2 separate regions of the Mus musculus genome follow, and region 1 is linked to region 2. A link is a contact called in public HiChIP or PLAC-seq data. All regions are on one chromosome and are shown on one strand. The core of a region is the stretch at or near the end of the contact, and the rest is flanking DNA. Distances in the headings are between cores, read along the strand shown.

What was found. HiChIP or PLAC-seq counts read pairs in DNA pulled down with a chosen protein or histone mark.
Region 1: an H3K27ac HiChIP or PLAC-seq map of embryonic stem cells shows a contact between it and region 2, with 19 times the contacts expected there. The contact joins the promoter of Neurog1 here to the promoter of Msx2 in region 2. A contact is called at or near these places in 3 of 39 promoter capture datasets (all in embryonic stem cells), 9 of 484 Hi-C or Micro-C datasets (embryonic stem cells, epiblasts and stem cell-derived epiblast-like cells), 3 of 115 datasets of contacts at active chromatin or transcription factors (all in embryonic stem cells) and 1 of 9 other capture datasets (embryonic stem cells).

What each region holds. Positions count from the first base shown.
Region 1 is chr13:56,250,685-56,253,542 of GRCm38.p6, forward strand. Neurog1 (neurogenin 1) reads right to left here and starts at 1,496. Exons shown (of 1, transcript NM_010896.3): 1 at 1-1,496. The coding sequence starts at 1,248. The coding sequence ends at 514.
Region 2 is chr13:53,471,377-53,474,133 of GRCm38.p6, forward strand. Msx2 (msh homeobox 2) reads right to left here and starts at 1,404. Exons shown (of 2, transcript NM_013601.2): 1 at 956-1,404. The coding sequence starts at 1,334. It overlaps Gm33763 (a long non-coding RNA gene), which reads left to right. Exons shown (of 4, transcript XR_873406.2): 2 at 2,599-2,757.

The sequences.
Region 1 (2,858 bases), core at 246-2,745, 2.8 Mb after region 2:
AGTGGCGGGGGTCGGGATCCATAATGCATGAAGCCCACTCCTTGTGGCTCCTTTTTAAGCCTTGCCATTGTATTGTCAGCCGGCTCAAACCGAATTTTCATGCTCGTTTTTCTTCATTAGAGTTCTACAAATTGTAAAATTGACTTTTCACCTCGTCTTCAGGGGCTCATCTGTCCCTTTTCCAAACCACACTGAAGTGGTGGCTGGGGTCAGTTCTGAGCCAGTCACAAAGAAGGTTTTGTGAAGTTCAGAAAGTGCAACAAAAACGAAAGGCCGTCTGGGGGCGGGCGGGGGGGGGGGGAGGCCGTGCTGGGGGTGGAGAAATAGACCGAGGGCAGCTTCAGCGAGGGTGCAGCAACCTAACAAGTGGTCAGGTATTCCCCCTCCCCCCTTTAAAGCTCCCAGAATTCACTTGGGGGTAAGTGTGGCCCCCGGAGGCTTCAGCCAGTTCCCCATCTATTATTGCTCTTAGACTGGGGGAGGAAGAAAGTATTGATGTTGCCTTACAAAGGCCTAGTGGTATGGGATGAAACAGGGCGTCGTGTGGAGCAGGTCTTTGGGCAGGCCAGGAAAGGAGAAAAGGGGATCGCCCGGGCCATAGGTGAAGTCTTCTGAAGCCGAGGGACTACTGGGGTCAGAGAGTGGTGATGCCACAGTGGCGCAGGGGGAGGCAGCGGCCCCGGAACCCCAGGACTCAGTGTCGCTGGCCGGGCTCGGGGGCCCGGGCAGACAGGGGACACACTGCGGAGGCAGGAGGCGCTCCCGGGCACTGCCCCCGGGGAGCCCTTGATCTGCCAGGCGCAGTGTCTCAGCCAGGGCCCAGATGTAGTTGTAGGCGAAGCGCAGCGTCTCAATCTTGGTGAGCTTGGTGTCGTCGGGGAACGAGGGCAGCACGCTGCGCAAGGCGTCCAGCGCAGCGTTGAGGTTGTGCATGCGGTTGCGCTCGCGATCGTTGGCTTTGACGCGACGACTCCTCCGCAGGGAGTGCAGCAGAGCCTCGGACCGCACCCGAGCGCGACCTCGCCGCCTCCGCCGTTCCTGCTCTTCGTCCTGGGCACCGGGAACATTCGATGCCCCGGAGAGGGCGGGAGCGCTCCTCCGGGCTGGCACGGACAGCCCCGAGGTGGAGGCTAGGGGCTGTAGCCTGGCACAGTCCTCCTCGTCGGTGAGGAAGCTGGACAGGTCGCTGCTGCTGTTGCTGCTGGAGCAGTCGAGATCAGAGATGCAGGTCTCCAAAGGGGCAGGCATCTTGCAGTGTGCAGGACCGACAGACGGACAGGAGGTTTGGAGGTCGGCCTTCGAAGCGCACTTACTGTCCGTACGACCCGGGGCTAGCCTGTGCCTGCTGCAGGCGCGAGGGCCGGGAAGATCGCAGGGGCTCAGGGAGTGAATGGGCTTGGCCCTCCTCGCCTCGCCTGCAGGGGCCACGCGCCGGGCTGGTCTCCTGAGTGATGTCGCCGGCGATCAGATCAGCTCCTGTGAGCACCAAGTGTGGCACACGACCGGCCTCAGGACCCCTTAAGTACGGCGCGCAACAATGGGCGCCCCCTCCCTGGCCACCTCCGCCCCCGAGGCGGCGCGGGTGAATGGCGAGAGGCGGCAGGTCAGCCCCGTGCGGCGCCTGCTATTTGCATAATTTATGCTCGCGGGAGGCCGCCCCCGCCCAGCCCCCCTCCTGGAGCGTGCCCGTAATTACCGCCGGCCAATCGGTGGCCCGGCCTGCTCCGGGAGCCGGATCAAGCGAGGGAGGCCGGGGCGTCTCTGGCCGGGAAACCCGGGCGAAGGCGGGGGCCGGGGGCGATTAGCGGCGGGCCGAGGCACACTCCTCCCAGGGGCGCGCGGGTGTCCCTCGCTGGGGTGGATGGGGAGGAGGAGCCCTGGCAGAAAGTGTGAGCTCTGTGGCGGGTGATGGAGAGCTGGGGCTGAGGCTGGAGGCTGGGTTCGCATCCCTTTGCCTGCTACTGAGTTCGCATCCCTTTGCCTGCTACTGATTGACTATTCGCATCTAAACAGACAGGACCAGTAAACAGTTACACGTCTTGAGGAGGGATAGATGTCCCTGCTCCGCCAAGGTTAATGAAGAAGACAGCAAGAGAAAGATCTAAAGATCCAATGAGTTCCCAGACTGAGCTGGGGCTTGACCCCACTCTGCCCCTGCCCGCGTACCCCTCCTCAAAGACTCACGAGGTAATATGGGGGTGTGCAGACCCCCTCTTCTCCTGAAATCTTGCTCTCTCCATTTCCAAGCATCCTCTTGTGCCGCACGTTTTGGAATGGTGCCAGCCTCAGGGGCTCACCCCAGTGCCAGCTGGCTAAGGGACTTAGCTTCTGGCCAGGAGAGAGATGTCCCACAGAAGGCAGCAAGCACACAGTGGAATTCCGTCCCCATCCCTTCTGCCAATTTGCCTATAAACTTGCCTAGTCCAGAGAAATGTCCTCATTCTGTGGGTCGAGTCATTTTCCTGTTTGCCGGACAGCAATAGAGGCTCAGGCAGCCTCTCAAATGCACCTGAGAGGAGTTATTTATTAAGGAGCAAACCTGGATCGTGGAGTCAGGTATTAAAAACAAAAGGAACACCCTAGAGGCGCCCCCCCCCCCTTTCCATGATATCTGAGTGGTGGCCTCAGGCCCAGTGCAATGCCTAGCCTGCTGTCTTCAAAGGGGCTCTGTCCAGGACACCTGCGCCTTGGTAGAGAAAGCACAGCCTCTTTGCCTATGCCTAGCTCTTGCCCCGTGGCTCCTTCCCTCTGTAGCAGCTCTTGGGCAGAAAGCTAGGACACAGTTACAGATTAGGGCTTGAGGAGGTTTGTAAAAAGTGGCAGGAAATGGCTGTAATCAGATTATGCAAGAAAAAGTA
Region 2 (2,757 bases), core at 154-2,653:
AATATGGCCATCACCCTCAAAAGAGGGGGCAGAGAGCATGGACACCAGACCCCCATGCCCATTGCAAGTATGAATGGTAACCTGGACCAAGCAAGAGCAATCCTCTAAGCACTAGCCACCAAGTCTGAAGGGGTAGCCACAGGTGGCATGCCTCTGCCTGTACTTTGAGGTTCTAGCAAGCAGCCAAATCTGGCGAACTTGTGGCCACCTCACTGTACATTCTCAAGTTCTGAAGGAATGCTGTTAATTATTACTGTGAACCCAGGAGAGCCCACGAGGGTCTGGCCCAAACTAGCTCCCTGCAACACGCAGAACCTAACCAACAACGGACTAGAATACAAGAAGCTTCCTTTCCGAATCAGTCTCTGCCTGCCACCTTCCCTTCATAGGATGGACACTGGAGTTCGAAGACTACCAAGTATGTCTGCTCCATGTCTGGTTAACTTCCAGTTGTCTAGTCTTTATAGTGGGGTGAACTTCATGGGGCTGCCTGTATATTTTGAAGGCCAGCAAAACCACATTTCAATACTCATTTAAAGTGGATCCCAGCCCGGTGTGGTGGTGCACACCAGTTATTCTAGTACTTAGGTGGTGGAGTAAGATGACGAGTTCAAGACCATCCTGAGCTGCATACCAGCACGGGCCACAGGAGACCCTGACTCAACAAAACAAAACAGCGACTCTCCCCTATTTCCCGGGCAGGTACACAAATATGAAGTTTTCGGAGCAGGGGGCTAAGGACTGCAGAAATCAACAACTTGGTTTGGTTTTCAAATGCCAGCCAGCGCTCAGGTACTGCAGATTCCTCGAAGCTAGGGATTCTGGGATGCGGACCGCCCGCTGAACTGGGGTACCAGGGGGGTCAAGAGCATCATCCTGTTAACACCCGTTCCCCAGCCCCTCTGGGACCCCTCGCGCTGGTCCAGCCCGGATCCCGTCCCAGACGCGCACTCACTGGGCGGCGGGGAGTATCTGCCGGGCTCCTGTATCCACGGTGCTCCGTCTTCGGAATTTTCCGACTTGACCGAGGCGGTCTCGAAGGGCTTGACGAGAGGCCCGGGACTGTGAGCGTCCCGGACGCCGTGTCCCGGCAGCAGCAGCGGCCGCAGGACAGCGCCAGCCGAGGCGCAGTCGGGTGGCACCGCGGGCGATTCCTTGGGCGGCTTCTTGTCGGACATGAGCGCCTCCACGCTGAAGGGCAGGCTGGAGACCTTGACCCTGCGTTCCTCTGCGCTGCCCTCGGCTCCTCCAGGCCCGGGACCCGGGCCGGCCAGTACCGCGGGGCCCTCCTCATCCGACGAAAACAAGTCACCGCCTTTAGTCGGAGAAGCCATGACTTTCTGCGCCGCGTAGCTGTCGGCGCGCGACTCCGCTGGCAACTCTCAAGCGAAGACTCCAACTTTTGGGGGGGGAGCCGGCAGGGGCGCGCTGGGAGCCCAGCCTGTCCTCCGAGGGGAAGTGGGAGACTCGGCTCAACCAACTGGCGACGGCCCTGCTCCTGACGCCACGGACGCTCGCCACCGATTGGCTCTCCCTGGAGAGGCTTGGGGCCCTTCCCCCGCCCCGTTTGAAATAAATTAGGAGTTAATTACAGGAGCAGTCAGCAGAGTTGTTATTAGGCGATCCCTCAAGGGTTATAATCGCCCAAACTGAAAAGTCTAAGGCGTAATTAAAGCCGATTGTTTAAAGAGGAAGCTTGCCGAGTCTCATTTCTTGTCTTTTAACCCCTCTTTAAAGTGTTTCTGGTGCCGATCCCACACGCTCCCGCCTGAGAATGTTGGAAATCTGCGGAGGGCATGGAACATTTATAAAGCTCCCACTATGAGCTCAAACTAGTGTATCTTTGTAACTATAATGGAAAACAATAGCAGCATCTTTACTAATAGAAATAGTTTAGGCATGGTCCTTAGTTGTCTTATCTTTGGAGAGTGTTCCAAGACATTAGCTGTAACTCATTCCTTAAGAAAAGGGACAAAGATGAGAAAGGCTGAGAGGTGGTCAAGGGATATTCAACTAATCTCTACCCTTTCTCCCTTTTTTTTTCCTTTAAAACAGACTCTTGCTCTCCAGCTCTGGCTAGCTTAGAAGTCGCTCCCTATCTTACCCAAGATGGTCCTGAACTTGCTACCCCACTGGCTTCGTCCCTGGTGTTGAGAGTGTAGGTGTGCACCAGCAGACCCAGCGCCCATTGGTTCCTGGCAGCTAATTTACACAAATGATCTCCATTTCATACTCTGTCCAAACAGGACAAGTTTTAGAAACTGTCAATGGGGATATTTTCTCACCCCTTGAGTCTCCTCTCTAGGCCCGTGCAAAAGTGTGCTCATGAGGTTTTTTTTTTTTTTTTTTTTTTTTGAGTTTGTGTTTGTCATTGGAGTTCAGGTGTCAGGATAGCATCTGCCTTGGGAGGTGATGGGCAGGGGAGAAGGGTATTTGTGACATTTAGTGTCTTTATTCTCTCTGCAAATAACAGGGTTCGACTTTGCAAACCCAAAGCCTGAATATCTTTGGGGAAAGCTCATCTCACCTGACTTTGAAATTTTAAGCAGCATACCTATCAGGATCCCACCCTAAAGCACACTCTCTATCTAACTGCAGCCCCAAAGCATCAGTGACCAACTGTATCAATGCATGGAAGAAGAGAGTTTTGAGACAGAGGCCTGAAATAATTCTGCACCTCCCTTGCCCGCAAGCCAGCAGGAGCAGAAAGATCGCTGCAAACAACCCATTTCAGGCTGCAGAAGCTTTTTCATAGAT